7 separate regions of the Mus musculus genome follow, and regions 2, 3, 4, 5, 6 and 7 are each linked to region 1. Evidence: chromatin contacts called from public HiChIP or PLAC-seq and promoter capture Hi-C data. All regions are on one chromosome and are shown on one strand. Each heading gives the region's core, a stretch centred on a gene start, on an enhancer-like site or on the middle of the called end of the contact. The rest is flanking DNA. Distances are from core to core; before and after follow the strand shown.

What was found. Promoter capture Hi-C pulls out the DNA fragments that hold promoters and counts their contacts. HiChIP or PLAC-seq counts read pairs in DNA pulled down with a chosen protein or histone mark.
Region 2: a contact with region 1 is called in a promoter capture Hi-C map of liver, with 2.8 times the contacts expected there. The contact joins the enhancer-like site here to the promoter of Tcim in region 1. A contact is called at or near these places in 10 of 39 promoter capture datasets (the 3T3-L1 cell line, the C10 cell line, cranial neural crest and 6 more) and 1 of 9 other capture datasets (liver).
Region 3: a promoter capture Hi-C map of the SN4741 cell line shows a contact between it and region 1, with 5 times the contacts expected there. The contact joins the enhancer-like site here to the promoter of Tcim in region 1. A contact is called at or near these places in 7 of 39 promoter capture datasets (the 3T3-L1 cell line, the C10 cell line, the SN4741 cell line and 3 more) and 1 of 115 datasets of contacts at active chromatin or transcription factors (embryonic fibroblasts).
Region 4: a contact with region 1 is called in a promoter capture Hi-C map of second pharyngeal arch cranial neural crest. The contact joins the enhancer-like site here to the promoter of Tcim in region 1. A contact is called at or near these places in 5 of 39 promoter capture datasets (3T3-L1-derived adipocytes, the C10 cell line, liver and 2 more) and 1 of 115 datasets of contacts at active chromatin or transcription factors (astrocytes).
Region 5: a contact with region 1 is called in an H3K27ac HiChIP or PLAC-seq map of embryonic stem cells, with 10 times the contacts expected there. The contact joins the enhancer-like site here to the promoter of Tcim in region 1. A contact is called at or near these places in 13 of 39 promoter capture datasets (the 3T3-L1 cell line, 3T3-L1-derived adipocytes, the C10 cell line and 9 more) and 4 of 115 datasets of contacts at active chromatin or transcription factors (craniofacial prominence and embryonic stem cells).
Region 6: a contact with region 1 is called in a promoter capture Hi-C map of hippocampal neurons, with 20 times the contacts expected there. The contact joins the enhancer-like site here to the promoter of Tcim in region 1. A contact is called at or near these places in 22 of 39 promoter capture datasets (the 3T3-L1 cell line, 3T3-L1-derived adipocytes, the C10 cell line and 13 more), 1 of 15 datasets of contacts at CTCF or cohesin (pro-B cells), 10 of 484 Hi-C or Micro-C datasets (the 3T3-L1 cell line, 3T3-L1-derived adipocytes, cortical neurons and 5 more), 16 of 115 datasets of contacts at active chromatin or transcription factors (astrocytes, cardiomyocytes, craniofacial prominence and 11 more) and 1 of 9 other capture datasets (embryonic stem cells).
Region 7: a contact with region 1 is called in a promoter capture Hi-C map of stem cell-derived epiblast-like cells, with 3 times the contacts expected there. The contact joins the promoter of Zmat4 here to the promoter of Tcim in region 1. A contact is called at or near these places in 8 of 39 promoter capture datasets (the 3T3-L1 cell line, cranial neural crest, embryonic stem cells and 5 more), 4 of 115 datasets of contacts at active chromatin or transcription factors (astrocytes, embryonic limb bud, forebrain and 1 more) and 1 of 9 other capture datasets (embryonic stem cells).

The regions. Positions count from the first base shown.
Region 1 is chr8:24,437,526-24,440,252 of GRCm38.p6, forward strand. Tcim (transcriptional and immune response regulator) reads right to left here and starts at 1,421. Exons shown (of 1, transcript NM_026931.3): 1 at 1-1,421. The coding sequence starts at 1,371. The coding sequence ends at 1,051.
Region 2 is chr8:23,438,987-23,441,713 of GRCm38.p6, forward strand. The region is part of intron 2 of Sfrp1 (secreted frizzled-related protein 1); the gene reads left to right. Among named protein-coding and RNA genes, the nearest start is that of Sfrp1, 29 kb to the left of the region's middle. Within about 2 kb of position 1,360, at least 14 of the 459 cell types and tissues checked have an H3K27ac peak or open chromatin away from gene starts, as enhancers often do.
Region 3 is chr8:23,480,812-23,483,538 of GRCm38.p6, forward strand. No RefSeq gene overlaps it. Among named protein-coding and RNA genes, the nearest start is that of 4930413E20Rik, 52 kb to the right of the region's middle. Within about 2 kb of position 1,315, at least 9 of the 459 cell types and tissues checked have an H3K27ac peak or open chromatin away from gene starts, as enhancers often do. A contact at or near this core is called in the SN4741 cell line, where this site is marked.
Region 4 is chr8:23,503,411-23,506,137 of GRCm38.p6, forward strand. No RefSeq gene overlaps it. Among named protein-coding and RNA genes, the nearest start is that of 4930413E20Rik, 30 kb to the right of the region's middle. Within about 2 kb of position 1,396, at least 22 of the 459 cell types and tissues checked have an H3K27ac peak or open chromatin away from gene starts, as enhancers often do. A contact at or near this core is called in second pharyngeal arch cranial neural crest, where this site is marked.
Region 5 is chr8:23,560,869-23,563,595 of GRCm38.p6, forward strand. No RefSeq gene overlaps it. Among named protein-coding and RNA genes, the nearest start is that of 4930413E20Rik, 28 kb to the left of the region's middle. Within about 2 kb of position 1,308, at least 25 of the 459 cell types and tissues checked have an H3K27ac peak or open chromatin away from gene starts, as enhancers often do. A contact at or near this core is called in embryonic stem cells and stem cell-derived epiblast-like cells, where this site is marked.
Region 6 is chr8:23,594,824-23,597,550 of GRCm38.p6, forward strand. No RefSeq gene overlaps it. Among named protein-coding and RNA genes, the nearest start is that of Gm30471, 52 kb to the right of the region's middle. Within about 2 kb of position 1,393, at least 9 of the 459 cell types and tissues checked have an H3K27ac peak or open chromatin away from gene starts, as enhancers often do. A contact at or near this core is called in hippocampal neurons, where this site is marked.
Region 7 is chr8:23,668,249-23,670,975 of GRCm38.p6, forward strand. It overlaps Zmat4 (zinc finger, matrin type 4), which reads left to right and starts at 1,413. Exons shown (of 7, transcript NM_177086.4): 1 at 1,413-1,553.

The DNA.
Region 1 (2,727 bases), core at 171-2,670:
AGTCAACCCCTAGAAAAGTTTACAATGATCAAAATTTACCATCCTATATTTTTCCCTTGGGGACGGATCACCACAGAGCAAAGAGAAGCTAAGTTGATAATAATTTATTAGGGCTATGTATCACTTACAATGCATAATAAATAATTTTAAAAAACCCACAGCATCCTTCTAAAATCCCCCATATTCATTTCCTAATGCTTACTACAGTGTCTGGAGGACATTTAATTAGATTAGATTTTAGCATTAGTCAGAGAGTTTTAAAAAGCACATTCGAAAGTTGTTCACAGTCCTTCGGATTTATGAAGGGCCCCATTATTTCAGCTTTGTGCAAACCATTTTGAAGTGTGTACAAATCCTGTAGAAACATAGCCCATGCTGTGGGGTTTTACTGGGCTGGGCCAGGCATCCAGTTCTTTGACTTTAACAGCAGGGGGTGCACTGTCTTAGCCATTGTATTCAATGCAAGCAGACAATTACTGATCTCTAAAAATCTTGACCAATAAACAGCACGGAGATTTAGCCACATTTTTAAACATTCAGATTTAAAAAAAAAAACACACAAAACTTCAGTAAACCACTTATGCTTCATATTCCTTCTCTTCCCTCCCTCCCCACTTCAATATTTAAAAAAAGAAAAAAGGAAGAAAAGAAAAAAGAAAACAAAATAATAAACCGAACAACAAGAACAAAAACCAAGTTAGGTTTGAGTTTAGTCTTAGGGCCTTGCCAACGGCCCTGGGTGCGTGCACTCAGTCCCCACAAACGCAGTGTTCTGGTCAGTGCCTCCATCCTCTCAGGCTATGTCCTTTCCTGCTGTGAGAGTTCTCAACGCCTGCTGAAGGCACTTGGCTCCCAGTGGGACAGCTCAGGGCTGCAATGAGTTGCAAGTCTGTGTAGCTGGTGAGTTATGTATGTCCCTTTCCATCCTCGGGGTCCTGTCGGAGGAAGCTCTCAAGCCTTTTCGCGGGACACTGCCCGTGCCAGAGCTGGCAGGCTCACTGGGTCTTTAAAGGTCCATTGGTGGATACGCTCTTGCCCAGCCTGCTGTGCTCAGTGTACCTTGATGGAATATTTCCGCAGTTTGAGAAACTGAAGAAGCTTGTCTTTTGTCCTCTTCTTCAGGGCCATGAGGGCTCGAGTTTTCTCCTCCAAATCTTGGTCGATGGCAAAAATGATCTTGGCCCGCTCCTCTGCCTTCTTGTCTCCGGAGTTCCTGAAGAGCCTCTGCAGGGACTCCTGGTCTATGTTCTCAAAGATGTTGCCCACAGCTTTCTTGCGAGCGGCTGTGTCGAAGTGGTAGCCGTGGATGGACGGGCTTACTCGAAGAGACGAGGACATGCTGGTGGCTTGATGGCTTGGCTTGGCTTTCATCGATGTGGGTCTTCCACGGCTCAGCTTGGGCACTTCCAGGGGAGTCTGTTGTAAAAATCGTCCCAGGACGGCTATTTAAAGGGTGAACAAAGCTCGGGACTCAAATTACACTGGTGACGTCACATTGATCCCAGGGAGGAAAAAACCACAGAACATTAACAGTTGCCTTGCCAAAGATCTGGCTCCGGATGCTAGAATGCATTTCAAAGCTTGTTTAGAGATAGCTGGCTACAAGCTTGCCTCTTTACACCTCAGACGGCATTGTGCCTTACAAACTGGCTCTTCCTTCCAGAAGCCGAAATCAGGAGAGAGAGAGAAAAGAAAAGGCTCCAAATCTTTGCCTACGATTGAAACAAGGAGTTCTGCCAAGCTCAACAGAGTTTCAATTAGTACAAAAGTTTTAAAGTGTGGGCCAGACCCTGGCAGCCTAGGTCTGTGTGCCTTTTGCCTGTCCCTATCAGGGTGAGGGTGAGGAAGTCAGAAGAAAAAAAAAAATGCTTGGGAGGACAGGAAGTCTGACTCTGGAGCTAAAGTTTACTGACATGGCTCAGCCCGAAAGCACAAATCTCAAACTGTACCTGAGTGCTGTATGTAATTTCTGCTGGGAACTGCAATTTAAACAGTAATAGCGGCAGATGGTAGCTCCCCAGCTTGTGTAAGTATTGACAGCAACAACTATTCAAAAGCAAGGAGCAAAGGTTAATGGTGGTGCTGTGGGTACTTAATGCCCACAAGGAATGAGCTGATCTTTTGTTTTGAGGGCTACTTTGGAGTCACTCAGCATTATCAGAATGCTGCTATCTTCATTACACGCTTTTAATCTATTACTTTTGCTATCCACAAGACTCAGATACGTACAGCTGTTCTATGCTAAATGTCACCTTCCTCTGACCTAGAGATTCCTCTTTATGATTCAAATCTCTACTCTCCTTTCTGGTCCTCCAAGAAACTAGAATGGACTTTTAATGTTATTTCACTTATAGTCAAGAAAATCACACACCTATAACCCCATCTGTCTTAGAAGGCTGAGGCAGGCTAGCAAGCTGCAGGACAGACTGAACTACACAGGAATGAATGCCCTGTCTCAGAATTAAATTAAATGAATAAAATAGAAATAAAATCATTTATTTTACCTTAATAAAGTTTATGTCTCACTAGGAGAAAGGAGTGAGACATTTTTGCATATGTCAAAACCTTTTGCATTTTTCAAAACCTTTTGTTTTGAAGGCTACTTTGGAATCACTCAGCATAATCAGAATGATGCTATCTTCAACTTTTAATTTATTACTTGAAGATATGACTATTATGTGAAATTACAGTGTCTTCCTATTACCTGAAAGAAATGTTCACTGTGGA
Region 2 (2,727 bases), core at 110-2,609, 1.0 Mb before region 1:
TCTTTGGACATTTGAATTTTAGAAGTTTGGAGTCAAGCGCTCCTTGTATGGTAGGTAAGTCTGCAGTTTGGTGGGTCTCATTGAGACTTTAAAGGAAGGAAGACAAAACAAAACATGGTCTGTTCTTTTGAGCTACTAGATTTTTTTCAAAGAGAGAGGAAACAGAGACAGAGACCATTCAACCTTCTGACTTGGAATGGAAATCAGTGTCTTTTAAACAATTTAATCACATTTTCTTTATGTATGTATTTATGTATTTGAGTAAGTGTAGAGGTCAGAGGACAAGTCTTGGGAGTTTTTTCTTTTCATGATTTGGGATCCAGGGAGTGAACTCAAGTTATCAGACTTGGCAGCAAGCACCTTTACCTGTTGAGCCATCTCACCAGTCTGGACCATGTTCCAAGATGTGAGGCTCCCACTTTGTAACCACATAGTCTCTCACCAAATGCTGTGACATCTCCAGCACTCCATCCCTTTCCTCTGTTGGATGCAAGTCTGCCATATAGAATAGACCCCTTGGCTGCTGCTGGGGTAGTTGGTGAGATTAGCTACTTGAATTCATAGCTGCATCCTATGGCCTAGCCCATCAGCATCTGCAACCCTGACTATGGGGGCCTGCTTGCTCTAACTAGCGTGGGCCATCTCTCTCTGAGCCGATGGTTTCAGTTTGTCTTCTCTGTCAAGACAAATCTGATTTTCTTTTGCTTTCTGCTATCCAGAATGCTCTTGATGTGTTCCCGTTGTCTTTACCATTTTTCTTGTATGGGCTTGGTTGATTTTTAATTTTTTTTAGGTTTATTTTATTTTATGCATGTGTATATATGTGCACTGTGGGCATGCCTAGTACCTACAGAAGTCACAAGGGGATGCTGGATCCCCTGGAATTGTAGTTATGGATCACTGTGAGCCACGATGCAGGTGCTGGGAATCAAACCTAGGTCCTTTGCAAGAGCAACAATTGGTCTTAACTGCTGAGCAGCTATCTCTGCAGCTCTTGCAGTCTTTCTTTCTTTCTTTCTTTCTTTCTTTCTTTCTTTCTTTCTTTCTTTCTTTCTTTCTTTCTTTCTTCCTGCCTTCCTGCCTTTCTTTCTTTCTTTCTTTCTTTCTTTCTTTCTTTCTTTCTTTCTTTCTTTCTTTCTTTCTTTCTTTCTTTCTTCTTTCTCTTTTCTTTTCTTCTCTTTTCTTTTCTTTTCTTTTCTTTTCTTTTCTTTTCTTTTCTTTTCTTTTCTTTTCTTTTCTTTTCTTTTCTTTTCTTTTTAACTAATTTTCAGTTCACTTCAGGAGGAAGCAGAGTGCTGTGTGCACCCCATCTAGTATGTTTGGCTAGTGATGCTCACTGGTTGTTGCTCTTCTCAGACATTCCAGGAATTCAGAGCCTGTCTGCAGGGAATGCTTTGGTCTCTCCTTTCCCTTGGCAGTCAGCTCTCTGGAATAACCTTCGCTGGCTCAGATCCTGGCCCGTGCAGGTCAGCAGTGACCTGCATCACCAGGCAGTCCGGTTTTAGACACATTTTTCAGAGCATGGGAGGGGAGGTGTCTCCTCCATTTGAAACAGCTGCCTAGGGCGTTTTGCTCATTTTTAATCTTTGCCTCTGACACTTCGCTAATAACTCTTCTCCCCACACCCCAGCAAAGATGCTTCTGGATCAAAGCAAAGATGGATTCTCCCTTTTCTTGTGTTCTCTGTATCTTGCCCTTCACTGTACCCGTTACCTGTAACCAGTTGCACTTCTCAGCCACACTCACCCCTGCTTTCTTGGTCCCTTCTTTCCCTTCTTAGATCACTACAGCCATACCAGATTATTGGCTGTTTACAGGCATGACCCTTGGCTGGTAGCTGCCTTTCGTCTAGTGGCTATACCTGGTCATGGCCGGAAGACAGACAGACCCCTTTAGGAGGTTAGGAGGTCAAGGGGAAGAGATGATTTGGAAGGAAGTGCAGGCTTGGGATGAGTGTGCAGACTTTTCTGATTCTCCTTTTGGCGGCAGAAATACGGCTGAGCCTTGTGGGAGGCTGTCGAGAAAGTGTAATTTGTGTGCAGAAAACATGGTTTGAGTGACTGAGAGTGGAATGAAGCTTTCATGGTCTACTGAAATGTGCTCAGATGTACTCAGACCAAAGAGATCGTTTGTTTTAAGATTTCTGAGAAAGACTCAAACAGTACAAATTGCAACCTCAAGTTTGGAGTTTTCCAACATTTCAGAGTGTCTGAATTGTTGGCTGGCAGTAAAGCATAGATAAGAGTGATACTTTACCCTTGGGGATGTTAAATTGTTGCTAAGGAGGGAAAAAAAGAATCATTTTACTTGCCTGGGGGGGTTTTCCTTCTTTTGTTTTAAGGTGGCTGAAATCTAAAAAACTAAACCCGAGGGTTAGTTACAATGTAGTGTTTATCTAACAGGGCAGGTGAGCAGAGTGCTGGAAAAGACCTAGGCCATGCCAGCAACCACACTGTGCCCTGCGTCTTACAGAAGGAAAGCAGAGATTCAAGACATTGGCAGCGAGGCTTTAAGTCCATATGCTACTATTGTGCCCTGTAGCTACTGCCCCTTTCGTCTTTAAGGCCACTACCATTTGTACTGCAAACTCCTCCATGGGTGAATTTCTCAGAGCCCTGGCAGTAAGCATGATGGGACTGGAGAGCAAGGCGATTGATTCCTGGCTATTCTGAGCCCTTACCAACTTCTGCCTTTGTGCCTATGGTGTGGTGGGGGTGGTGGTAGAGG
Region 3 (2,727 bases), core at 65-2,564, 960 kb before region 1:
ATTCTGTTGGAAAGCCACACAAGGCTTCATTGCAACCCAGCACCGTGGAAGCAGAAAGGCTTTCCAGATTGCTCTCACCTCCCCCTTCTCCACAGAAACCCTCTGAGCTCTGGAAATCCCGGTAGGAAATGGCAGTCTGAGAGTTAGTGATTGTGGGTTTTGTCAAGTTTCTCTTTTGCTGGACCACCGTAGCCCATTGACTCTCCAGCAACAACCAGTGCAGAAGTGAAAAAGGCCAGTGCTGACTTCTACTCCTTCACTGCCAATGGCTGGCTGTTTCTTAGTGTCATTTCTTATGTTTTGCCGAGGTGACCTCTGACCACTGTCGGGATGGGAAGCAAGGTAGTTTTTTAATCTTAGTGTTTCTAGAAGCCCTTAAGTAATCAGGCTTCTGCTAAACTGTCTTTCCTTGCCCGATGACATCCAGATCCACCAATCCCTGAACTTGCCCCAAGATCAAGTCATAAAATCCCACCAATCCCAGGTCAACCTGGAAAGCTCCACTGCTTCCCCCAACTGCAAGTAACCCTATATAAAGACCTCCTCTTGCACATCCATATTGTTCTGTCTAGATATAACAAGCCGGTGCTAAGATGCTTTGGAGTCAGCTGCAGGGAGTGTGCTTCTTCTGTCCCAAGACCCTCAGCGAGCTGTGAGTGCTGGACCTCTATACCAGCCAGCTTTGCTCCAGGCCTTTCTCTCCAGTGCCAGTCTTTGGACAGCTTGCCTCTCCCTCACCTAAGCTGGGGCTCCACTGGGAACGGACTGAACTCATTGACATTCCTCTTCTCATCCCAAGAGAAGAGTGGTCGTCAACAAGAGGGCCCTGCTCCTAACCAGCATGTCAGAGAATGAGCCATCTGCTCCTGATTAGGGGTCTTGAAGCTAGACAGTGGATTGACAGGACTGACTTCCTGAGCTGACAGGGGAACTCTGTCAGTCCATACCTCTCCTGGGAATTCTCATTCCCCACGAGCTGGATTCAGTTCTTCAGCTCGCACTGAGTTTGAGTGGTAACTCTCACCTGGTAGAACCAAGCCTTAGCAGGAAAGAGCAGAACTTATCCATTCTATCTGCTCTAGTGGTTTTCATATAGGCCTCGGAAGGCTCATTCTAAAACTGATGAGTCTACACACAAAATACCTACTATTAATCATTGTTTCCTGTAACTTATGCATTAAGCAATCCCACAAAGCCAAACATCGTTTCATTTCAGAGTTCCAGGCTAGAGGAGTTGGCCTTCCAGTACTAGCAGGCGTCTGTGGCCTTATTGTATGTGAAAGGTGCTAGGAAGGGGGGGTCATGGGCTTGGAGACCTCTGACCTTTATATGCCTTGGAGAATGGAATTTTAATTCTCTCTTTATAGCTTTCAACCAGATCATGTGGCAGTCAGTAATTCTTTCCACTTGAGAGGCCTGAGTCTTTTGTATCTAAGCCACAGACTTTCACAACTGAATGAAAATGATTCTTGAATTTCTTTGTGATTTACCAGTGGGATGAATGATAAGACCAAGGAGGCCAGTGACATAGTCAAGATTCTTGGAGACCAGATGGACTTAGGAAACTGAATGTCTGAGAATCTGCCCGCAATTCTTGCCAGCTCAACCCGTTGCTTTCTGCATGTTTCTATAAAAGTTGGCACATTTGGCTCTATCTCCCATCAGAACCGGCTCTGCCCTGCGTATGCCTGTAAGTGCTTTCTTAGGCAGCCTGAGACCTGCGTCTCTGTCCTTTGCCTTTCAGGGCTAGTTAGTACTCTCAGCATAATGATCTCACTATTCGGGGCAAAGTGTCATAAGTGACCTCAAGTCAACCCACTGGCCATCCAACCATACAAGATTTACCACAAAAGTTTGCGTGAGACATAAAAAAAAAAGAAAAAAGAAAGAAAAGTACTTAAACATCCAGATAGGAGACTCTCCAGAATGGAAGGAATTCAGCGTGAAAGACTGCAACTCCCTCAGTGGGAGGGGCTCCGAGGAGAGGGCAACAGAGTTATAGAGGTTGTACAATAGCCAAGTTCAGAAATGTTGACCTTTTAGAAAATGATGAGAGCTTGTCCTTGGGGCTGCGGATTGAAAGCTGACAAGCTTTGGGTTCCAAGAAATGAAAACCATGCTACAGATGACCCAGGCAGAATCAAATGTGTGGGCAAGAGGCAAACCGAAGGTTGCCGCTCTCGGGTAAGCTGTTCCTTGGGAGTCTGGTTAGCTTTGTTTCTATCTTTTCAAAAGTTTCATTTTATCCTATCTAGAGTGTGGTGTAGGGCAAGTGGGCCAGGCCACCAGACAGAAGAACTGGACTCTAGGAATCTTCGAGACTTGATATTGGCAAGAGTCTATATCCGTGTCTATACCTGCTCTGGAACATGTAACCAAGACACTCCACTGAGAGGACCATGGGCAGTCATTTAATGCATGAAGTCCATCCTTCCCCATGTAAATAGAGCATCACTAGCTTCTCAAATTGTGCCAATAGGAAACACCTACCCTAAATCCCACCCCACTCACCAATGTTTATATAGTCCCTGTCCGTATGAAATAAAGCACACAAGTTATTTCACTGAGGATCATCTGAGAGTGGCTATCTTTACTGAGCTTTAACACTTGGGGAAGAGTTCTTTCTCCCAAAGCATTCACCTCTGGATCTTGGACCCACCTGGCTGGCCAGGTGTGGTGGTTTTAATATGGTTGGTCCAGGGCGTGGCACTATTAGTAGGTGTGGCC
Region 4 (2,727 bases), core at 146-2,645, 930 kb before region 1:
AACTAGGTCCATTCCTGTTTATGATTTACTCTCTTTCTCTTTTTAAAATTATTTATTTTATGCATACGAGTACAATGTAGCTGCCTTCAGACACACCAAAAAGGGCATAAGACCATCAGACCTCATTAAGATGGTTGTGAACCACCATGTGGTCGCTGGGAATTGAACTCAGGACCTCTAGAAGAGCAAGTCAGTGCTCATAACTACTAAGCCATCTCTAAATCTCTTTCTCAAGGATTGGGCAATGTCTCTTCTGAAATTTTAGCTACAAATGGTTTTGTCCTGCCTGTTCCACAAGATGGCAACTATGTCTTTGTTCCAGATAACCATCTTGCAACCCAACCTTTGTTTCAAAAGTTGTTATGACCATATTGTTATGGCCACATTGTTATGAGCACCTTGTTATGACCGCCCTGCAATCATGTCTTTGTTTCAGGAGACCATTCTGACCACCTTGTTAGGCTCCTCTGTAACCGCCAAACCCAGCATCTGGAACCCCTCTACTCCTAATTATAAAAGCCCTTATTTTACTTTGTCCAAAGCTGATCTCTTGAAACCTACCTGTAGGGAGAGACAATCCATGCATACAAATAAAAAAGCTTACTTTAATTCATTTGGCCCTGATAATTTGGGTTGATGGTCTTTCTGCTCACATCTGGGGGATTAGTGGTAGCAAGCTTTCACTACTCTCTGTTCCTGATTATGTAGGCAATGAGACCTGATTGCTTCAAGCTCCTACTATCTTTAGTTACCCAAGGTGATGAACTGTAGTCTTCCAACCTTGACTTAGAGCAAAGCCTCCGTCCTTTAAGTTCCTTTTGTCAGGGTATTTAACACAGCCCCAGGAAAAGAAAGTAACACAAATACATTGGCAAGTAAGTTTACAAAAGAACAAATAAAGTGATGGCTACAATTTAACAAAACTAGGCAGCTGTGTCTTTAGTGATGCACAAAGGACCTGGCAGAAGCAGCCAGTGGCTTCCCTTAGCCTAGGCGTAGATAATTACAGCCTTACAGATGATGTTTCTGCAGTCCTTTCCCATGGGGTTTGCTCTGCAAAGGAATGTGTCATGCCATCAACCCCAGCTCTTTTCCAAGGATAAATGTTCCCCTGACGAAAAGAGTCCCCACCACCCTTCGTTTAGCTATCGGGAACAGTTCTGTTTATCCAAATCCTGTCTCTAAGTAGCCAACATGAAGGTGCCGGGTAATAACCCCTACTGTACTTAATCGCTTCCACATGGTCCTTCACTCCACCTAAGATTGTTTTAGCTGCTAATTTTCAAAGTCCCCCTCTACCCAGCCCCCCCCGGCCCACGCAGGACCTCAACTCTGCCATGTGCCCCACAGCTTTCCCCTTCCAGAAATCTCTCCGTGTGTCTATTCCACAGCCGCGCAGGGCTAGGCTAGGGTGGGAGGTGCTGGGAGTATGTTCTTAATTTTTCTCCCTGTAAGTCCTCTCTCTGCCAAAGCCCTTGGCCAGGATCCAGAAATGGCACATTTAATAATACCTAGTGTGTTCGGGTGATACTTCATAATTACATCGGTGCGGGTGAAATTGTTGCCTTGAGGATAATTCCTGACCATAATGTAAGTGGACAGCCTTGTGGCCCCCGCACGCCCCCTACTGGGAGATCAGAGAGTCAAGAAGGAAGAAGAGAGGAGCAGAAAGGAAGAAGAAAGGGATGTGAAGTCTACCCGCCTGCCTTTGGTAGGGGAAAGGAGACAAGTTTATTAAAGGGAAAGACTTTTAAGGCCCAAGGACAGGAGATGGGAGAGTAGATGGCACCATGGCTGGTACCTGGGTTTGTGATCCGTTCTTTGATTATTTCTTTACCCACTAATGGTCCTCACAGTGTGCTTTCTTTAAGGTACTCACCATCCGGGCTCAGACCTGAGACCCGAAGGGAATATAAAAGGAGAAGGGTCCAGGAAAGACTGTGCTACGTGAAGGGACAATGCCTGATAACAACGGCAGGGCCACTTGGTACTGTGGCATATGGCCAACTCCTTGGCCATAGCTTCAGAACATGTGCCAGCAGGGCCACCTAAGAAGCAGCTGCTCTTAAGTTTGGTTGAAACCGCTTGGGGACAAATGTTCTAATGGGCTTTAGTTGCCAGGCCTTTCAATAAGCCTTGCTGCTTGTCAGCAGCACACACTTCAGACGTGTGTCGCTGTAAGACCGCTTCTCCAAGTGGCTCTCATTCTAGATCCGAAGTACGGATGCGAGGTGCCAGGACACAGCTTTAGCCCCAGGAAACTGTCATCACCCACAGGAGACATCTCTCTATGGCCATTGCTCAAGAACCCATGCGCCCAAGACCACAGCAGAGCCCACAATGCAGACAACTTGGAGAATCAAGGCTACAAAGCTCCAGAGAGCACCTGCTGGTCACTCTTGGACTCTGCTCTGAGCTGGTGACAGCAGCTTTGTGCCTTATCATTTTCCTGGATTTCCAAACAATTCAGGGAGGATCATGATGGTTTCAGCCCAAAGGAACTTTAAAGTCCAAGATGTGATTTCTTCAGAACAAAAGACGTAAGGATGACATTATCGAGAACTCTGCCCCAGTCCCTGTGTTCAGATGCCAAGTCTCCAAACAAAGCAAAACAAAAACCGAAAAGGAGAATGAAAACAAGATGAGCTACTGCGAGCCAACATGGTGGGTCCTAGATGAGCTACTGTGAGCCAACATGGCAGGTCCTGGCAACCATTCAACCAAGAT
Region 5 (2,727 bases), core at 58-2,557, 880 kb before region 1:
CTTGGGTTTTGTCTCACACATGCTCTATTTGTTAGGTGGGGCTGAGAAAGGGTTTCCAGTCCTCTGAAAACTGCTTCTCTCACACGTTAATCTTGAAGAATTTTTAGTTCCAGCTCTTCTATCTTAAACCCGTGATGTTAGCGTTCTTTCTAAGCTCCGCCCCACAGTTACCAGGCAACTTCCAGGTAGGCCTGACCCCCACTGTAAAAAGGTTTGCTTGGCCCCTCCTTGCTCTCTTGGTCTCCTGTTCCTCTTTTGCTCTCTCCCTGCTTCTCTTCTCCCTCTCCCCGTGGTCATGGCCTGCCTCTACTTCTCTACCCTCTCCCTCTCTCTGCCTTTCTCTGTCTCTGCTACCCTCTTAACTCCCCTCCCATGCCCTGAATAAACTCTATTCTATACTATCCATCGTGTGGCTGGTTCCTCAGGGGGAAGGGATGCCTTGGCATGGGCCCACTGAGGCACCCCCTTCCCTCATACCTCACCTCACCCCTATAGAATATATTCTTATATCTCCTAACACTTTATCTTTTTACAAACATATTACGGGATGTCACAGCTATCAAGAAAAATCGGTACCGCTTGGCAAAATTCAGCCCATAAAGTCTACCAGATTCTGAATTTATTGTTATTAAAATGCACTGTGAGAAAGCAGCAAGGCATGAACATGTCTGTCTATGCGTCTGAGGTCCAGTATGTATGACATAAACATTTAATTTTTCTCCAAGAAGTCACTTAAATGGCTGTGGAGAAAACATGAACAACACCCAGCCAAATGTAGTCCAGTAGCCAAGTCACTAGGTTTCAAGTAGAACAAGGACTTCCTGTGGACTATAATGCTATCATAACCTATACTTCAAGATGTTGGGATCTAGAAAGTTTGGGTGTTGCAGAGGCAAATCCTTTGGTTTCAAGACTTTCTTCGGTGGTGGTGGTGGAGGGGCAAAAAGAGTGGAGCGCTTGTGTGTTAATCAGAGCAGCCCCTATAGTTCCACAAGGTCCTGCAGGCTAATGAAGGCCTGAGAAATTTGTGTGTGAAGGTAAATCTTTGCAAACAGACTTGTATACAAAACCTTTGGTAATCCAAAGAAAGGCAAGGCATACCTGCAGAAGGCGGAGATTTGCATTTTATATAATAGACTAGGGGCTGCTTCTTCACTTTGAAGTGTGTTCCCTTTTGGCTTCCTGAAAGTTCCTTTGCATTAACAATTTGTACGATTTTTGGTTCTGATGAACGACATTGTTTCCCCGTACTCTGATTAACACATGAATGCCAGCCCTAGGCCCCAGGGAATGCAAAGCAGACACATTTGCAATTGAATATCCACTTAACATTTGGGCTGAAGTTTGAAGTCTCAATCAGTTTCCCCATCCACCACTGCTCCCCTGGGACCCTTGCCCAGATGTGAGTCTCTTGGGATGTAAATGGCTCGTCTTGAGTTTTATGCAATATTCATTGAAGTGATGGGAGATGGTGAGGTCTAACTGCCAACTGAAACACCCGAGGGTATAAACATTTTGCTCCCACTCTACTGTGACTTGTCTGCATTCAGCTCTTAAACTTCCACTTTTATTAAAATGTGCATGCTGAGAAATCACCTAACATTGCCAAATTTATAAAGCAAGTGCACACGTGCGCATACACACACGCGCGCGCGCACGCACACACACACACACACACACACACACACACACACACACACACACACACACACAGAGGAATATCACTCTTCCAAAAGCCTTTTCCACTTTCCTCAAATAAAACCTCTGAGAATATTTCCCCCTATTCGCACCTTCAGAGTGATAAACAATGTGCTTGGCCCCTCCCATCTCTTGCTCTCGAGGTGATAGTCTCTCAGAGTCACCCATTGTCCTGGTTCACCTTCCCAAGGTGTGGGCTGGCGACAGGAGAACACCCAATGGAATTATCAGAATACAGAAATGAATCAGCCAATTATGGCAAATAGTAGACATACAGACAAATTATTAAAGATTGGAGGTGGACTATTGAGTTGGGGGTAGTTTGGGGGTTCCATGGGGGCTATTAATCCCAGTAATAAAAGAATTTAGAAATGGAGTCAAATGAAAACTTCAGGGTAATTTTATTAGAGTTTTAATACAAAAACATAGTGCAGGTTAGCTGAAAAATCTCGGCAGCTGCTATAGGAGAGATGGGGAAAACACCATTCCCTTTTCAGTGAGGCATGGGCTAGAAGTAGACAGCTTATTAAGAAAGGAAAAGGAACTCCCAAGAATAAAAGGGGGGGGGGGGGCGGTCTGGTGAGCGGAGGAAAGAGCGCAGAGCACCTAGCCCCTGGGTATGGTCATTCAGAGTCCTCCTCTGCTTTGCATTCTTGGGCTGGTTGTGCGCAGACTCTAGGCTAAGCAAGGGCTTCCAGTGTTCCTCTGAGAATTGGCGACTGCTGTTCACATGTGACTCTCGATGTGGCATTTCTATCACGGGTGCTGTTGTTTCCAGGAACTTTTGTTCAGTTTCTGCCTTCTGAATTTCACCATTTTCTACCTCTTGCCTAACTAGACAGCCGGGGTCGGGAAGGATGGGGGGTCGGGGTGAGAGGGTGGGAAGCTAGTGTCCAGTGTTTCCACCTCTTGGCTTCTTTCATATGTTAATCTTGACACCTCTCTCTTCCTCTTGCTCGGGCACTGCAGAGGGCTACAGCTAACTGAAGTAACCGGCGGGGTGGGAGGGGTAAATAATTGCCCCAGCTG
Region 6 (2,727 bases), core at 143-2,642, 840 kb before region 1:
AGATTTGTTCATAATCCCCAGGGAAAGTCATACAACAAGAGGAGACCGATTGACTGGACCAGGATGGAGAGGACCTGTCTCCACAGGGATAGAAAGGAGAGAGATTGCTCTTAATTACAGTGAGTCAGATTCAGACCATATTGCTAACAGGCAAAGAAGGATGTGAATGTTGCATAAATTTTGTTATCCTCTGCACAAAAATCCCGGGGAGATGAACACAGTCCTGGGCATGCATTTGTTTCTTTGTGTCAGGTATGCATCCTACCAATGGCACCTTTTGTTTTTACATGAAGAAAACCAGGAAGGAAAAACTTGACCCTCACACAAGAGCGGATTAAATGAAGTATGTGGCATATCCTATTTTAACTTCGGTTGTACAGGTTGGAATTTTTACAGAAGTGATGTTGGAAATTCAAAAGCCCAGAGCCACATCCTAACCTAATGCCAGCACAGATCAGGGCAGAGAAGATAACTTGTGTTAGTCCTTGCTGATTGCCGAGGGGACCTGTAAGTGGTGACCTTGAATAGTATGGAGTGGACTGTTTGCATGTGGGCCTGAGGTACAGGCACTTACAAAGCTTGTCACCTAAGGACCTACCAACACCCATCAAGGGCTACTAACTCAAGTCCCACCTCCCTCTTCTCTCTGTCTTCCTCCACAAGTATTCTACCCTGTCTGGCCTCAAGCTCCATCCTGGCCGCAGATACAAAGGAACAATTCCAGCCTTCTGGGAACTCCAACTAGGGAGACAGACAAGTGTTGAGAGAACGCTCATTCTGGTGGCCTAAGTAGTGGGAAAGGAAATTCATGGCACTTGGAGAGACGAGGAAGAAGGTCATAGCTCCTTCAATTCAGCTTTACTGAGGCAGGTTAGAACTGTTACTCTGGCTCCTTGTAGTGTGGGAGAACTGGTACTATCTCCGAAGTGGATAAGCCACCCATTCCATCTGGGCTCTGGCTAAAACATTCCCCCCTTGTCACTAGCAGACCCTTCCCACCAGGATGGAGGGTTCTGCTGTCTTGTATGACCATCGTGTTTGGCCGGTCTCAAACCTCTTAGGCAGACTCTGTCCATAGGATTATTTGAATGACTCAAAGGAGCTGATTGATGGCTGCAGTGGGAGGAATGTCTCTCTCAAACTTGACTACCCCAGGTACATTGAGAAGGGGACCTAAGTAGATATTACAGCCGTGGTCTATTAGCCATGAAAATACCCAAAGCAAGTAATGACAAAAAAAATCCAGCCAACCTGCCCCTTTCTTGCTATCTTTTAATGAATAAAAAAAGAAAAATAAAATATCTCGAGGTGAGTATTAACTTTCTTACTTCTAGTAGATGGGTCTTTCCTGGAGAGACGCTATCTAGTTCAGAGGGAATGAGCCTGAGACCGGCATTTTAAGCCAAATCAGTGCTAATTGCTGATATCTCTTGCTGCTCCAAGATGATTGAGAGCGGGACTGGATTGGCTTCTTGCTGAGAATAATTATGAGGCGTTTCATGCTATGCTTTAACCTCTGGGCTTTGGCTCAGAAAATCCCTTTGTCCTTAGTGAAGAAGTCCCCCAAAGGGCTGTGGGATTTTTGGACAGACAGCTGCAACACCAGTCTCTTCCACACGGTGGCAGACCTTCCCCGGGAAATGCGCTCTTCCGCGGCCATCGCAGCCTTAAGCAGGGTTTCACAGCAATCCTTGCCAAATGTCATTTATGTTGACTTGGCTCTGTTAATATGTCAGAGGGGATATGTGCTCAGACATACTGGTCAGGTTTGTTTATTACAGTTTCTTTTTTTAATTTAGAAAAAGAAATCAAAACAAATAAAGCTTTCACTATTTCAATGGGTGCGCATAATGGATCAATCGGAATAGTTAGAGAGGGGTATGGGAGGGAGAGATAAGGAGAACAATTGGGTGGATAGCCACAGCTGCAGCGCCCCTTGATGCAGTTCTTTCTTTCACTGTGGTGTGGATACGATCTCAGTATCTGTTTCAGGTAATTTGTCCTGGTGGGAGGCAATGCTTTCTCTTGCCGCTCCCTTTAAAATGGCAGGGGAATGATTCTCCCCACTCAGACCCGCAAGCTCCTGCTTCCTTCAGGAACTGGGGAGGCTTCCCCCAGTCTTGTGGCTGGCTACTTCCCCTCTTAGGTGCTGAGAACTGTTCTTAAAAATTGGCTTAACAAAACCAAACAACCATGTGCACACATGAATAAAAATGAGATAATCACTCTAGAAAAGAAAAATCTCTGTACATAAACCCAACTCCAGGTATGGAGATGACACAGAACTAGACAATGGAGGAAGACTTCTCCATACTAGGGATTCTGGGACCCTCACTCTCATTCCCTGGTCGCCCCCCAGCATCTAATCACCTGGTCGTGATCCATCGCTGGAGGGAGCCTGGCAGGCACAGTGCTGTTGCTGAACTTTGAGCTGTGTGACTCAGAAGGCCACCGTGGTCTCTCCAAGCAGAAAGCAGGTGTCACTAAGTGACTCACAGTCAAGCACCCAAAGGGAGGCAGATGCAAGATGCAGCTGGGGAGGAACCTTGCCTGGAAGCTGACAGCATTTTCAGGACCGCCCCACCCCTGCCCAAGTCCTACATGGCAGAGGCAACCAACAGAACAGCTGGCTTGGACTCCGGGTGGGACATGGGCCTCTTGCTCACAGCTGACTTAGTAATCAAACAGCCAAATGTTGCTTGCTGTAGGCTTTCCCTAAAAAACGAT
Region 7 (2,727 bases), core at 163-2,662, 770 kb before region 1:
AGCACACAGCATGCAGGTACATGCTCTGCCCATGAGCTGCTCAGAGCCTTGCACACAGCGGGCAGGTATTGCTAAGCTCTGCCCATGAGCTGCCCTCTGCCTTGAAACTAGATTTTCTAAGACTTTTCTTTCAGAGGTTCTCCTTAATCATTTTTCATAACAGAGTCTATATCACATCTTTCTACACGGTGAACAGACGTGAAAGTGGAAAAGAGTAAAACCCTTCTTACTTCTGAGAGTGAAGCTGAACATTTACCAGATGTAGGAGGAAGGTCGGCTCTTTCTTCTTCTTCTTCTTCTTCTTCTTCTTCTTCTTCTTCTTCTTCTTCTTCTTCTTCTTCTTCTTCTTCTTCTTCTTCTTCTTCTTCTTCTTCTTCTCCTTCTCCTCCTCCTCCTCCTCCTCCTCCTCCTCCTCCTCCTCCTCCATCCTCCTCCTCCCTCCTCCTTCTTCCTTCTCTTCCTCCTTCTCTTCCTTCTCCTCCTTCCCTTTTGGCTGATAATTTGTGAGACTGCAATTAACAGAAGGAAGTAGGATAGAATAATGAAACAAACAAACAAACAAACACCAGGCTCATGGCAGGTGCTTAGATCCAACGTGCCTGCTCATTTGGGCCTCCCCTGGTGACCCCTGGTGAGACATCCCAGACTTTTGTGGACTTTGGAAACAGCTCCTTCCAGACCTCAGGTAGAGTTCCAAGGGAACTTGGGACCTCGGGTTGGGGCAGTTTGTCGACCTTTAGGGAAAAGGATTAGGCACACGAACAAGACAAAGCATATAATATGCCCCCTGAACAATTTGAAATGACCTTCAGATGACCTCCAAGGTGTAAAAGCATCGTTCTGTTTTTTCAGCCCTGAACCTTGTTCTGCTTTCTGGAGCCTTCTGACACTAACAGAAACCCCCCATTATGATTCCCACAAGCCTCAGGAATATTTATCAACAAGGGGGAGAAATGAGGAAATAAGGCCAGATAATTGTTGCAATGGGCTTTGTTTTGTGGAAGTTAAAATGCTGGACTAAGAACCTCAGTTCATATTCTCTCTCTCTCTCTCTCTCTCTCTCTCTCTCTCTCTCTCTCTCTCTCTCTCTTCCTCTCTCTCTTTCTCCTCGCACCTCCCACCCCGGTCTCTTTCTCGCCCACCCCCACCTTTTTCGACTGTCCTCCCCTCCCTTCTCTGGACTCCCAGTTCTGCCCCCCCTCCCCCCTCGACACCTGGCGGGAGGAGAACCTTACAGGTTGTCAATGAAACATGGAATTATTTCCTTTGATGGCTTAGATAATAGTAGAAGCCAAAGCAATGAGTGAGGTCGGCCGAGACCAATGCAGTCCTGCCCGGGACTGGAGAGCCAATCACAAGAGCAGGAGGCGGGGCGTCGGCGCCAGCAGATAATTGCTAAGTGCATCGCTAGCACAGTTGGTCCGAGCTGCTGAAAGGTCTGGTCGCAGAGACAGGAACGCAGCATCCTCAGCGTGCTCCATCCCGGCAGTGTCTTCCTGCGCTCCGCCGGGCGGCGAGCCTCCGGACGACAGCCCCTCTGCTTCTCGGAGAAGGTACCTTTATCTGTGTCCCGGGAGAGGGGGCTGCTTCCGCTCTGTTTTCGCTCGGGCTTGCAGTTAGCACAGGTGGAGGATTGCAGAGAGAAGAGAAAAGTTTAAGGGGAGGAAAGGTGGCCAAGGCGGAGACCCACTGTCTTTTGTTGGGAGGAAAACAAACCTACAATTTGGGAAAACTTCTGCACCGCCAAGAGCAAGGCTTGTTTACTACTCTTAATTAGCTGCGCTCAGGTTCATGGAAATGGGTCTGATTTGGGGCTAGAGGACCTGCAGGGTTATGTGTAGACTTAGGTTTGCTGGGTGATGAGGCTGGACCCCGGATTGGCCGCTTCCTGGGCCAGAATGATGCTGTGACCATATCCATGAGCTGGCTCCAGAAGCAAGCTTGGTTTGATTGGATTTTCTGCCATCGGGTCTGCCCTATCCGCTATACCTTGACCTGCCTTGCTCAAACTACTGTGACCTTCAATTCCTGTCCGTCCTCAAACTTTTCTCAGCTTCTCCTGGGCTACTTTTGCCCTCTCCATCTCCATCGGTCTTCACTGGTGAAAACAGAAATGTCGTAGGGTGTAGGAGCCTGTCCTGTTTGACCCTGTGAGCATCTATCTGCGCATCACCCAACTTAGTGAAAAAGAAACCCTTGCCGTTGACAAAGAAAGTACTTCCTTGATCAGCTCCTGAACACCCTGGAACACTTTCTTGATTTGTTGTGTCCCGAAAAACATCAGGGATGGAGCTGAATTTTATCCCGGGGTGCTTTACACTCCCATCAAAGAGAGGCCCAGGTCTGAGGTCCTGGCCACTCTGAAAGAGAGGCTGGTGGGAGGGGAAGCCACTGGCTGCTAGTCAGCTTAGGTGCTCAGGTGCATCTGTTCAGGTAGATGGTGCTGCAGTCTCTGTCCACACTGCTTCTGATAGTTGATCTTCAAGTAGAAACGCTCACCGTGGCCCTTGGTTGGTTCTTTAACATTCCACATTGTTGGGACTACAAGGGACTCGCTTGCACCGAGACACACTTCCCACCCTGGAGACTGAGGTCAATCCTCTCTGTCAACTTTTGCTACAGGGCAGTGCAAGGTAAGTGGCCACTGAGAAAGTGGCTGTCCCCAGTGGGGGTGAAGGTGACGGACGTGGCCTTGGACTCCCTGCTTTAACACACAGGTAGTTCCCC